Linked DNA regions of Sus scrofa: region 2 is linked to region 1. Evidence: chromatin contacts called from public Hi-C data. All regions are on one chromosome and are shown on one strand. The core of a region is the stretch at or near the end of the contact, and the rest is flanking DNA. Distances in the headings are between cores, read along the strand shown.

Region 1 (6,795 bases), core at 789-3,288:
GTATAGCTATCTTCTTACGCTCTGTTCTTCTGGTTCATTGGCCCAGTTGCCTCAGTAGCCCACTATGTGTCGCTTTTAGGAACTTGAGTCACTCAATTTGTCGTAAGTTGTGAAACGTTCCTTTCAGCCAACTAATAGCAAGCTTCCCAGGTCTTTCCTTCACACCGGACTCCCTCACCCTCTAAGGAGGAGAATGCAGCTGCTCTATCCTCTTTCCTTTACCCTTGTCCTATGTAAACTATGAACTTCTCTCTGAAAATTCTGTCATTCAAATTCAAAGCTCTGCATAGAATCTTATAATCGTTAGTTTCCATATACTATACTTATTTGTATTTCTTATTTTTTCAGTGTTTTTTTTCCAAATAAAGAAGCTTTAAGAATTGTTTGAACTTTGTTTTCTATTAGTAGAATAGGCATTTAATCTTTGTTTCTGTTTACTTGGAGTTCCTATCGTGGCACAGCAGAAACGAATCCAACTAGGAACCATGAGGTGGTGGGTTCAATCCCTGGCCTTGCTCAGTGGGTTAAGGATCCGGCATTGCCATGAGCTGTGGTGTAGGTCACAGACACAGCTCAGATTGTATGCTGCTGTGGCTGTGGTGTGGGCTGGCAGCTATAGTTCTGATTAAATCCCTAGCCTGGGAATCTCCATATGTCGCCGGAGCGGCCCTAAAAAAAAAAAAAAAAAAAAAAAATGTTTCTCATCTTTGTCATGTATGGTGACTCTTGAAAACTTACATGTTGACTTTTTAGGATTTTTATTGGATGAACAGCCAGACTTAGGGGTACTTTCCACTGGAAAACTAATCCAACATATATATTTTAATTTTCAGGTCATCTGTTGCATCAAATGTGTGTGTACTCATAGCTGAGAGAGGCAGTTTAAATGTAACTAGTTAAATGTGATTGGAGAAAACCTTGAGTTGGTAGTTAAGCATAAGATCATAGTACTCTGTCGTTCTCTGAATTTGAAAAGAAGAATAATCAATTGTGATATTTCAGCATTTGTTTTCATTTTTCGTATAGGTAAAATGTCTTTCTTCATCTATATGCATATTGTTTTCATTTTCTCTTGTTTTTAAGGGAAAATTTGTATTAGATATTTAGAGGTGGTGAAGTATAACTATTAATAGTACATTTTAATGATGTGTAATCATAAGTGGGCAGAGCTAATAGGAATAGCCATAGTTTGCTTTTAAAAGATGTATTGTTATTATTGGCATCTTATTAAATTCTCATTTACCTTGTAGAGTTGAGATTTTCCAAATGTCTAGCCAACTCTTTCTATACTTAGATGTTATGTAAAAGAGAAGCATGATTCGCTTTATATTTTTGAAGTGTTTTTTTTTTGTACTTTGATAAGTTTTATAAATAACCAAGCCCACATTTTCTTAAAGTCAAGTATTTTTCATATAAAATCTTTCTTTCTTTCTCTCTTGCTTTTAAATCTAGGTGACTGTGGAGATCATGTTGTCATAATGAACACAAGGCACATTGCATTTTCTGGAAACAAATGGGAACAAAAAGTATACTCCTCACATACTGGGTAAGATAATACTTTGACAGGGAAGATAGGTGGTTGAATGTATTACTTTAAGAATGTTATTGAGCTTATATAAAAGAAAAAGGCATTTTCAGAATTTAAGAAAACAGCAATTTTGCTCATTCTGCATACGTGACTTAATCAAAAACCCACAAAACACTAAATACTCGTGATTACCTGACATTATTTGTTTTTCCTGGAAGCTTTTCATAGAACCTCTCTGATCTAGATTTTTCTCATTTTTACCCAGTCTTCTCACTTCTTTCCTTCTTCTTCCTGTAATTCATCTTACTGCCATTTCCAGAACCATCTTGATCATCTGAAAGTACATGAGACGTTGAAAGAATAGTGAGCGAGATCCCAAGTTTGTACGATACCTAAAATCTCCACAATATACCTTGCAACTTACAGGTCTGCAGTCTTTGAATAATAGTGACCTCTTAGCTCATGAGGCAATTTCGACATGGTCTAAGTTTTAGAAAGATCCCTATGCTATTGAGTCATCATCTGTTTTTCTCTAGCTTTCATAATCGTCTGTCTGTTTTGTAGACTAAACATCTGTATAGGTCCTTCAAAGTTCTTTATATGGCTTCCCTTTATGTATCTCCATTATTTCTTGGTCCTTGTTTTCTGGGTGCAATCGTTGCTTGTCAGCATCTTTCTTAACTAAATATCTTAACTGAGTATCTTTCTTAACTAAATACAGTCACCAGGCAGTGTTCTGATGGTTTCCTGGTATAACATGACTCCTCCATCTTTCAGTTACGCAGTCTTCAATTGCAGTAGAAGTTTTCTTCGAGGCCCTATCCCTGTGGGCTATGTTGAGTTCACCGTTAGCTGAAACTCCTCTGAGTCTTTTTCAAACATGCTGCTGTTCAACCATGTGTCTTCCTTCCTGTATGTTTTAGTTGCATTGTAATCCAACTGCAGTACCTTAAGTTTACTCCATGTTAAATTTTATGTCCAGCCTTTTAAGATCTTTTGAGATCTTGATTGTCTCATATAATGTGTTAGTTAACCCCTCAGTTTCAGGTTGTGTACAGATTTAATTAAGCATACCTTCTTCAATATCATGCAAGATTATGTTTAGAAATATTAACCTTGCATTCTTGATCCAGATCATTTCTTTATTTCTAATGGTGCTTAAACAAGCAGATTTTGATGTTGCTGTTGTTTTCTTTTCATGGCTTGTTCAAGTAGATCTTAAATGCTTGGAATAACTCTTTTTGCTTCTGTTAACCAGTCTTTTCCCACTCCTCCGTTTAAACATTTTCATGAAGCCTTTGTTTAACATAACAAAAGTAAATTCACATCCATCTTTAGTAATTTTTACTATTGACAAATCTCTGTATATAAATCAAGTTCTATAAATTTTAGAGGTAATTGAGAAAGAAACATGAAAATTTTAGATAGTATGGTAAAAATATAAAGGGACTTGCTCTGGTTGCTGTGGAGGTGTGGGTGCGATCCCTGACCCAGCGCAGTGGGTTAAAGCATCTCGCGTTGCTGCAGCTGTGGCATAGGTCACAGCTGCAGCTCAGATTCAATCTCTCCCTGGCCCAGGAGCTTCCATATGCCATGGGTACGGCCATAGAAAGACAATAGCATAAAGTATAACATTCCAAAGCAGTAATACCAATAATCTCCAAAGCAGTAATACCTGTACCATTACTGCGATTGAAGGAAAATAAGAGCACAGCCAGAGGTGACCAGCTAGTGTATTGTACCCAGCAGCTGGTAATATCTCCCTCAGTAGAGTCTCTCACCTATGGAGGAAAATCCAAACATCTTTGCAGATTACTGGTACCCAATTAGCATACAGCCTCAGAATCTTCATTTGAGCCAACTTACTGCTCTTTCTTCCCTCTCTGTCTTTGCATGTGTTGTTCTCCTTGGCAGGAATGTTTTTAAGAACTCTATTTCTTTGTTAAAACCTGGATGCTTCCCTATTTATTCATCCCTGGTAGGGTTAATCACTTTTGTTTCTATGTTTCTGTTGATGCTTCTCTTACGCCTTGGACATACCATTTTTATTAGGCTTAGAACACTTTATTACAATTATATATTCAAAATTTAACTTTGTAGTCATATAAGTTTTAATATACTAATTTTGGAAAATATAGAAAAGGTTAAAAAAAGTAAAAATCATCTTTATTCCTATGAGTAAACATTTTAATATATATATATACAAGTTTATATCCTTTTCCACTTTATATAAAGCTCTTAGAAGCCTTTTTATAAATATTATTTTTAATCACTGTGTCATAGTGCACAATGTAATGTATCATACTTAATCATTGCTCTGTTTTTCCAATTTAAAATTTTGGCTTTTTATACAAAGCTGGAAAACATCTTGATCCAGTAAGTGTTTTCAGTATATAGGGTTATTTAAAATAAAACTTTAGAAATGTAATGAATTTCATGGTCAAAGGAATGATTATTTTTAGGTATTTCCAGCACCAGTTTACTATCTTAATACTAGTACAAAAGTCTTTTATTATAAAACTGTTCACAGTATTAAAATTAAAAATAATGTAATAATAATAAGGCTCTGCTACTTTACTCGGCATTTAATTTCATTTGCATTATAATGAGGCCTTAATGCTTTCCTTATGACTTTCTCTGAACACTTTATCTATTAATAATGTTAATTCACTATTGTATTTTTTACTTTTTATAAGTTTTCTCTCCTTTTTCAATGAATTTTATTATATTTATAGTTTCACAACCATCATCACAACCTAATTTTAGAACGTTTACATCCCAAACCCCCAGTTCACCCTCCCTCCCACCCCCACCTGTTCCCTTTGGTAACCATAAACTTTTCAAAGTCTGTGAGTCTGTTTCTGTTCAGTATAAATTTACTCTATGATGTCTTTCGCTGTACAATTATTTAACTTTTATATAATTAAATTTCTCTTTTCTTTCGTAATTTTCTTTATTTCCCAGTCTCAGAAAAACCTTCTTTGTCTAGATATTTTGTAAACATTCACTTCTGATTGTTTTAGAGGTTGGATGAGATGGGTATGTGTGCACCTTGAACTTAAACATCTGAGTCTCTAATCACTTAAAATGTATTGACAAGAGTTATAAGTATCAGCTTACTGTTAGATGTCAAAATAGAATTCAGTCACTTTTTTTGAGAACAGGATCCTGTTATATTTTATATCTGTGTGTCCCCAGCACTCAGAAATAAATATGCATTTATTTAGTGTTTACTGAATTAATTTGAATTGGAAAAAAATCTTTGGCTAACATTTAAAGCAAATTTTCTTCTACTTCAATTAGCCTGTCCCCTATTGGAGGAAAAAATGTAGTTACTTTTTCACCGGTAAAAAAAAATCACTGAGTATATCATTACTCAAGGCAGTCTCCTACTCAGATTTTTATAGTAGTTCTCTAAATCCTTTAGGATAAAGTCCAACTCCTGAAATATAATGCAAATCGTATTATGCTTTAAAATTTGCCATCCTAGTATTAAAAATAGAAAGATAATTTTTAGTGTAGAAGTCGTGAAGTATCTTTTTCCTGCAGAGAAAGAATACAGGAATAGAAGTCTAGGCAGGTATTTCTTTTTCTGAAATTCCATGGAACAAATGAAATCTATCCATCTTTCTCATCAAACTTTTAAATTTGCTTTCTTAAATTTTATTTCTGAGATGAGATTCTTTGAATCATCTTTAAAATGCTTTCTAGTCTTGTTAAAACATATAAAAGGAATCACATTTAGGCAATCCTTCATTTTTCTTACAAAGTCCACTGCCTTTGCATCTTTTTCCATTCCTTGAAAATCATTTAGACTTTATTCATCCATTCAGTGTAATAAAAACCTTACATCTGTATTTTGTTTTTGTTTTAAATTTCTTAAGCACTTTCACAAACATTTTCCCATTTGGCTTTTATAAAAATCCTGAGAGATAGGGCAGATGTTGTCATTTTTCTTATATGAACAAACTGATCTTTAAAGAGATGAAATTGAGTTGCCTAATATTGAACTGGTAACCACAGGCACAACCCAGATTCCATACCTGAATCTGAGGCATTCAGGTTACTTCGATACCTCCAGTACCATCCCAAATATTTTTTTAATCTCCATTTTATTCATTTTATGTATAAACTTTTGATCTAAACACAATGAAATATTTATTACTTAGAACGGGCATATGACTTCCTGTTAACAGGAAATAGGATCACGACCTGTTTAGAGTATTAACTCACCTTCAGAAGCAGATAGTCTATCTGTATTTAGTGTAAACCTGACCCCTAGTTTATATAGTTTGTCTAATTTGTCAGGGAACGTGAAACATTTTGGCACTTTACTTTTTCTTAATTCAAGCAGTGATAAACTATCATGAATGTTTGGCTGAAAGTGTGAATGAGTGAGTGAATGAATGATGAAGAACTTTAAGTTGCAGTGGAAATAAATAGTTAGCAAAGAAATTTTCCAAGATGTAGAACTTTTTATGAAATAATGATTGCTAATTTGACCACTTTAGAGAATAGCATTTTAAATAGCATAGATTACTGCTTAATTTTTAAGACATTGATGAACAGCATAGTTTCCAGAAACAAGTACAGTTGCATAATGAAAATAGTTGTTATATATAAAATAATGTTTATATCAAGACTGCTGTACCATAGCCTACTCCCAATGTTAATGTCTTTGCTTCTTTCAACAGCTACCCAGGTGGATTCAGACAAGTAACAGCTGCTCAGCTTCACCAGAAGGATCCAGTGGCGGTAAGTTTATTTGTTTTTTATTATTTATCATCTGTGGAACGACTGGTTCAGACACCAGGTTTTCCATTTTTCCTGTCTTCTAATGTAGCTAGCACTCAGGGTTGTAAGTTCTTCACTGTATCATACAAGTTTTGATAAGTATCATTTCATTATCATTCAATTCTATAGCTTTTCTAATTATAATTTAGTGTATTTTGCATTTTGTCAGGGAATTTTGATGCCTTTCTTTTTAGTTTCTTGACATGTACATGATCACCTATAATATGATATGATCGCTGAGAATGTTTTGGGGAGAAAGACATATGCCTCTGTATATGTTTATATATATACATTGTATGAAATATGCTAAATATATTGTTCCAGTCTTAGAGTTTCACTTACTTTTTTTTGTTTGCTTGATTTATCAATTACCTGAAAGAGTTCTGTTAAAATCCCAATTGTGGATTTATTAATTTTTCCTGGTAGTTCTGTCAGTATTTGCTTTTTATGTTTAAAGATATAGTGTTAGATGA
Region 2 (7,582 bases), core at 3,045-5,544, 300 kb after region 1:
CTGGGAGCTTCCATATGCCACAGGTGGGCCCTAAAAAGAAGAAGAAGAAGAAAACCTATAGGGTAGCTATTGTTATCCTTGTTTTTCAGATGAGAAAATCAAAGCTCAGGGCAGTTAAGGGATATATCCAGGTATCCAGGGCACAGAACAAGCACGTTTAGATTTCACCTGTATCTCTGCCTTCCATCCTCTGTTCCAGCTCCCAGATTTGTAGGGCCTCCCTTGACTTCCTCCATTTCTGGTCACACACCCCTCCCCACCACCCCCAACCCCACCAAAGAAGCTGATGGAGAAAGCCTGGCATGGGGTCTGGGTTCAAATCTCATGCAGACTTTTCTTAAGCAAGTCACCGTCACTTGCTGGCTTTGTGACCCTGAAGCTCAGTGATCTGAGCTCTAAAAGAAGGCTATTTACTTCTGAAAGTAACTGGGGGAGTTCCCATCGTGGCTCAGTGGTTAGTGAACCCAACTAGCATCCATGAGGATATAGGTTCAATCCCTGGCCTCACTCAGTGGGTTAGGGATCCATCGTTGCCGTGAGCTGTGGCATAGGTCACAGATGTAGCTTGGATCCCACGTGGCTGTGGCTGTGGCTCTGGCACAGACCAGAGGCTACCGCTCTGATTGGACCCTTAGCCTGGGAACCTCCATATGCCATGAGTGCGGCCCTAAAAAGACAAAAAGACCAAAAAACAACCAACCAACCAAACAAACAAAAAAGCGAACCCAACTAGCATCCATGAAAGTAATTGGGAGACTTAAACATGTTACTGAAAGCAAAAAGGGCAGGTACCCAAAAGGGACTGGAAACATATGCCAGCACTTCCTGTACCATATTGCAATCCTCCCGCGAGAATAGGAGGAGGCTTGGTCTTCACAGGGCTTATTCTACACAGAAGAGGAATCGGAGCCCTGGCTTCCAGTTAGTTATAGAAGAAACAAGAGGAGAGTGTGTGCCTGATGTCAAGCACTATTGGGGCAAATCTGTGCAGGAGGAAGTTTGGCTTCTTGTCTCCCCTCCCTCACCCCTCCCTGGTCCCTCTGTTCCCCCGGGGTCATTTACCATTTGTTCTCTACACACTGTCATAAGATAATTTGTTGCTTAAACACCACCACCTCAGCCAGCAGCGATTCAGGCGGGAATGAAAGGAAATGGGGTTGCACTCTGACAGGCCAGGAAAACAGCAGTCATTTGACTGAGTTTGGATAAAAATGTCAGCAAATGTGGCTCTGAAGTCACATAACTGCAAAGACCGTCAGCTTAAAACAGGCAACAGATGACACTAAGAAGTATTTGAGTCAAAGGGAATGCACCCCAAGAAACCTTTGAGGGGGGCGCTGGGGCTTGTCCCCATGCTCCTGAAATGCTACCAATTTGTTCAACCCATTCCCTAAGGCCAGCCCCGGCTGATTGCAAAAACCAAGACATGCGTGAAAGGCCCCTAGAGTTCTCTGAAATCCACAGCTGGACTGTTAGCAGCAGGCTAAGTGCCAAAGGACTCCTCCCATCAAGCCTAGAGTCTGGGACCTGCCCAAAACTGCTCCAGGAATTCTGATGGGTTCCAAGGAATCCTAACCAGGGAATAACTGAGAGGCCTCACCAGTGTGGTTCTTTTCCTTTCAAAGGGACCCCCAGGAGGTCAGGGATGCAGTGGAGGTTCAGGTCTATCCTGGCTCAGGGCTCCCTAGGCAGAAGGAGGCGATGCCCAGGGCTTGGTGAGATTGTAGATTGTACATAATGGATAAACCTTGCAAACATTTTGCTGAGTGAAAGAAGCCAGTCACAAAGGACCACACACATATTTTAGGCTTCCATTTATATGAAATGTCAGGGAAAGCAGATTAGTGGTTGCCAAGGGTGTTGTGAGGGGGTGTGGTGGTGGGGAAGAGATGGGGAGTTACTGCTAGTAGGTACAGAATTTTTTTTTTTTCCCGAGTGGTAAAAATGTTCTAAACTTGATTGTGGTGATGATTGAACAACTCTGTGAATATGCTAAAAACTGCTGAATTGCACATGTGTGTGTATATGAATTATATCTCAATAAAGCTATTTTTAAAAAATATACTATTTTAGGAGTCCCTGCTGTGGTGCAAGGGGATCAACGGCATCTTGGGAATGCTGGGATGCAGATTCAGTCCCCTGCCTGGCACAGTGGGTTAAGGATTCAGAGGTGCCACAGCTGAGGCTTAGGTTGCAACTATGGCTTGGATCTGATCCCTAGCCTGGGAACTCCATATGCCACAGGGCAGCCAGAGAAGAATATGTGTGTGTGTGTGTGTGTGTGTTTACTATCTTAAAGTCTATTTTATAGTAACCATGCCCTTGGGACCAGGTTCAAAGGAAATCCATCTAAGTTGCTCTTTTGAAACAAACATACAAACACCATCCACGCATTCATTCATCCACTCCTTTTACATTTACCAATGGGTTCTCCACAGGCAGAACTGGACCACCCTGTCAGAAACATAACACCTGTTCTCCTCACTGGATCCAGCTTAAGCCTATCTGCTGTATGTGGGCAGGGCCTCTCTCTCACATGTTGCAAGTAGGAAGTGCCCTCTCTGACCCTCTGAAGCTGAGGGGCCCCAGAGTTTCAGGGAAAACCCTTTCTCGTTTCTGCTCCCCACAGAGCCACCTAGGTCTTATTCACATATTTGTTTCTGCCCCTTCCCACCCTCTTCTGCTGCTGTGGGCAGTGGACTCTCCGAAATTCCCAGAAGGGAATCCAAAACTTCCAAAGCTAGTGAGGCTCTCAGCTGTAGCTCCAGAAGCAGTTGGGGGGTGGGGGAGATCCAGGTCCTTGTGAAAGCTGCACAAAGCTCCATTTGAACCTTAGGGCCATTTGTCCTAAGGACAAGCCCAAAGCTTAAGCAGAACGGACCCGGGAGGCTCAACCCTGAACTTGGCACATCACAGGGTGTTCTTCACACAGAGGACCCGAGAACCCAGCTCCAAAATCCGAGTGCCTGTGCCCTGGACTTGCAGGCAGTGTTCAGACCTCTGCTTAGGACTAAGGCCACTCCAGTGGCCCAGTGCCGGCTGCTTTTGGCTGGCCCCTAATCCAGTCTTGCCTGTGTGTGGTGCACGCTAAAGCCCAGCTCCACCAGATGTATCTCCGTCCATGCGCTGCGAACTAGGGAGGTCAGAGCAGCCAGCAGTCCAGAGAGATAAAAGGAGGGGAGGAGGGGAGAGGTGGAAAAGCCAGAGTGGAGAAGACCCTCCAATATCACAGCGTGGTGGTGCATCATAAAGCTGAAACCTCCTGCATCCAGACACCAAAGCAAAACTGCGCTAAGCATTCAGACTTCCTGGTGCAGAGATGTTTAAGAGCTACTACTAATGCCAACATCCTGCATTGATGCGCTCGATGTGCTCCCTCTTGTTTGCATCTGGCACCTGGCCCCTAGAGCCAATCACTCACTGGGGGCTGGGTGAGTTTTGTCCTCTGTGAGCTCCATCGACTGTTCTCCCGAGCAACCCCGTGCTTTCTATTTGTATACATCCCTCCAAAACAAACCCTAAAGCCCCCCCCCCTTTCACCAGAATGGTCACTTTTATGAAGCCCCTTCTACTTGAAAATGCTGGAGTCTTTACTGTCTCGAAGCCAAACCTGCTCCTTCCCGCCGCGCGCTCACAGCACTTAAGCACAGAGGGAAAAGCTCCTGAGAGCAACACAAGGCATCTTCACACAGTGCCTGCAATCTCCCTGTCCAGTGACCCCCTGCGAGGAGGCATCTGGGTGCACTACCCCATCCCACCTCAGTGGTTCGGGGCCATCACCGGCGGGCGCGAGGAGAGGTGGTCTCTTAATTGCACTGCGTCTGCAGGTGGCTCGCCCTCTCCACTTTCCCTTCCTCAACAATAAACTTTTCAAAGCCGAACGAAGGAAGAGCAGAGAAAGACTGGAACTGACCTGTTCAGAGCAAAGTTTCAGCCCAGGTAGGGGACCTCTGGGTGCCTAAGGAAGATCCAAGATCCGCCGCGAACAGGTTCGTGGTGGCGCACAGCTCTCGCGCGCTTCCCGCCCCTCGCCCCCTTTTAATTGGCCCCTATCCCTCCCCTTCTCCCCTACTCTCCCCTGCTCCCAGCCCTGGCCACTCAAAGCCGCCTCCTCTTCTCCAGTGCTTCCCTTCTGCCCAGAATCAGATAAGAGGAAAGGAAAGCCCGCCGGCGGCCAATTATAAAGCGGAAGGTGGCCGCGGGGGCGGGGGTTGGGGTGATGGGAGGCAGGCCTACGTCCCTAAAGCGTCCCCCCCCACACACACACTTTCCCTCCTCCTCTTCTCCCCAACCCTGGCCCCACAAAAGATGCTGCGAGGAGCCAGCCCAGCGCCGTTCGAGCGCCAGCCCAGACCTGGCGGCCGCCCCAGGTGCGCGCCGCAGCGGGCTAGGAAAGAGCAGCTTCTGCCCCTCCACTCTCGCCAAGGCTAGCGAGGGGCTTGTTGCTGAACCAGAAGACCCTGCGATTGCTTTACCAGATCTGGAGCCCTTCCTTACGCAGGTGCGAGTGTACCCACTTCCCTATTCCCAAATACCAGCCTGGTCAAGGACCCTGCGCTCGGGAGCCACACTCGCTGGAAAGAAGTAGTACCTTTTCTCCCCTCCTCTCCTTTCCTTTTCCCGATCAAGGGTAATAAAACGCCAAAGCAGCGATGTTCAAACTTTAATGTGCAGGAGAATCACAAGTGTTGAAAAAGACATTTCTGTATGCTTTAAAGGACGCATGTTGGCTGTGTCCAGGGGTTGGACTTCCCAAAGTGCATATGCTCACTCGTAGAGATCCTGTTTCAACAGGTCTGGGCTTAGCCCAGGGAATCTGCATTTATCAAACACCCTGGTGGTCCTGGTCTGTGGAGGCCACCCTCCGCCAGGCTCTACCACGAGGCGCGCCAGAGCCCTGCGCTAGGTCTCCAGGGATTCGGCCCTGCGCGGTCATCCGCTGGGCTCCTTGGAAAGTCATCATTACTCATTTTTTAACCTTGAGAACGACCGCCCTCTCCTTCCCGCGGCGTCTTTACAATCCAGCTTGTTGTGTGCGCACAAATGTTGGCGAGGGAGGTACAACAACTGAGAATTATCAAGAAGCCACTTTTTTGAAAAAATACTCTCTTGTCTTGGAAAACTGACAAGCAGGTGTTTCATTCCCACTGAAGGCTGATGATGGCGAGGAGAGACAGGGCAAGTGGAACTCTTAAAGGGTCCTCAAACGTGCTTCCACCATGCCCAACTGAGAATACAGAAAAAGGGGCCGTGACCCACCCACTCCCTTTCAAGGGAGTCCTTCGGATATTCCAACCTTCCCAAGCCACCTCCTCTGCTTTCCCCAAATTTTCTGATATTTGAATCCGCTAATACCGTGCTCTGAACTTCCCCGCTCGTCCTACAGTTGGAGTGCAAAGGGCCCTCTCCAGCCCCTACCGCCACCCTTCTTCCGTCGGTCCTTTTCCAAATGGGCCTCAAGTCTGGCCACAGGATGGGGCCCGAGACAACCGCCGTTTTGCTTCCGCGCTCCAGTGATCTCGACTATCTTGGGTCAGGCAGCGGGTACAACTTTTTAGGAGACAAAATCCAAGGGTTCAGTTCGCTGCATTGCAACGATGCGAGCGCCACCTGGTGTTGGCGCCTGGGGGTTCGGGATAGGGCGGGAACTAGAAAGACACCCAACCAGCCTAGATTAACACGCCTAAACTAGAACTTCCCAAATGCAGTACCTATTCCTGCAGAAAACTACCACTTTGGTTAGATCTCCTTTCCTCCCCACCCCCTACCCAAAGAGTGCCTACTACAGTCATATTCTCGCCTCCATTTTCACTAGTATTTTTACCAAGATGTAGATGGTTAGGATAAGTTTAGCTTTATTTGCAATTCCCTTGGGGGGAAGTAGCATGTTTGCACAGAGTTTGAGTCAAAGGAAAGGTACTTATGATGAAATTATAAATAATTGGAAATTAGGAATTCCCTGATTTTTAAATGTGAAAATATGTGCAAAAATGCATATATAGCAAATAGGGAAGCAGAATATATGTTCCATAAAGACCATATGCAGTAATGGCATATTGAATTTGCAATGATATAAAATGTTCTAACTCATTCTTCTTTCCTCTTTTAAACTTTTGACTTCTTGCATTTATTTCACTTTCAACATAGGTAGCTAGATTTCAGTTAATGTTGAATCAGAAGGGCAGGTTTTAGTTACTTTTCCACATAGTTGCAGGTGTGCGTAAATTTCCAGCCCTTTCAAGGGAGTGTTTATTCAACACTGATCTTAAGGTTAGCCCTCAGAGTCTGGAAGATACTGAGAAGTAAATTATAGAAACAAGCCCAGAAGACCCCACTAAAGGTCTCCTCCCTCAATATATATTTAAAAAAAAATTTTTTTTGGAGTTCCCGTCGTGGCGCAGTGGTTAACAAATCCGACTGGGAACCATGAGGTTGCGGGTTCGATCCCTGCCCTTGCTCAGTGGGTTAACGATCCGACGTTGCCGTGAGCTGTGGTGTAGGTTGCAGACGCGGCTCGGATCCCATGTTGCTGTGGCCCTGATGTAGGCCAGTGGCTACAGCTCCGATTGGACCCCTAGCCTGGGAATCTCCATATGCCGCGGGAGCGGCCCAAGAAATAGCAAAAAGACCAAAAAAAAAAAAAAAATTTTTTTTTCAAAACCTCTGAAAGAATATATGAATGGCTGGGGCCTTATCAAAGACAGCCAAAAAAATTCCATTTCCCACAGTAACTGACTGATTGTAGGAGTCAGCAATCGTTCCTAGATTCTCACCTCGAGTTTGTGGCATGACTGTGATCTGGTTTCTCTCGAAGGACTCCATACACACCTTGTTGCCTCTCTCCTCTCAGGCCCCTAAAACCCTGCAGGAAGATTTTTGAACTTGAATTGAAGGGACTCTGCCCCCTTGCTTGTCTCATTTTGGTGAAGTTATTTTGCTTCTCTGAGCCTAACTCCTTGGGTATAAGAAGAGGATAATTAATTACATCTCAGAGGATGGTCATGAAGATTAAATGACAGGTGTGTTTACGGACCTAATCCATACTAAATAATAAATGACAGCTATGTCACCCAAACTAGGACTATCTCTTCTGCCTGTGTCATATGGCTATCCTTTCTTCAGCAGCCCATTACAGATGATTCTCCTTGCAGTATTTCTCAGCAGAATTCTTTGACATTTTGGATAGGTCAGCATGACTGCCCCAGACACTGTAGAACATTTATTATTCCTGACTCCATTACCAAATTCCAGTAGCACCCTCTGCATCTCCTGAACACCGTGAAAACCAAAATACTACCACATCCTTCCTTATATACTCAGTAGCAAACCATTAAATATTTGCAGTTCTGCTCCAACCCCTCTGTAATGGCCAGCTGTGATTTTTTCTCAGCACATCCAGTCCGTCTTCTTTGGGTTAAAGAGGATTCATACTCAGCCAGCAGGCAAGTCCTTGCTGATAATAATATTCAGTGTCTATGAGCAATAACTGTGGCCCAAGCTCCTGGCCCCACCTTCCCCCTCATCCTCCATGCTGACTCTCTCATGCTCAGGATTCCGAGAATTTACCCTGATCATGCAACAG

The links. A called contact is a pair of places that touch in the nucleus more often than the background predicts.
Region 2: a contact with region 1 is called in a Hi-C map of alveolar macrophages, with 5 times the contacts expected there. The contact joins the promoter of COL14A1 here to the enhancer-like site in region 1. A contact is called at or near these places in 1 of 5 promoter capture datasets (liver), 28 of 47 Hi-C or Micro-C datasets (adipocytes, alveolar macrophages, blood and 17 more) and 2 of 2 datasets of contacts at active chromatin or transcription factors (alveolar macrophages and skeletal muscle).

What each region holds. Positions count from the first base shown.
Region 1 is chr4:18,621,058-18,627,852 of Sscrofa11.1, forward strand. It overlaps MRPL13 (mitochondrial ribosomal protein L13), which reads left to right. Exons shown (of 7, transcript NM_001243415.1): 3 at 1,453-1,546; 4 at 6,223-6,283. Among named protein-coding and RNA genes, the nearest start is that of MRPL13, 16 kb to the left of the region's middle. Within about 2 kb of position 2,039, at least 2 of the 83 cell types and tissues checked have an H3K27ac peak or open chromatin away from gene starts, as enhancers often do. A contact at or near this core is called in alveolar macrophages, where this site is marked.
Region 2 is chr4:18,920,817-18,928,398 of Sscrofa11.1, forward strand. It overlaps COL14A1 (collagen alpha-1(XIV) chain), which reads right to left and starts at 4,295. Exons shown (of 48, transcript XM_013996512.2): 1 at 3,914-4,295.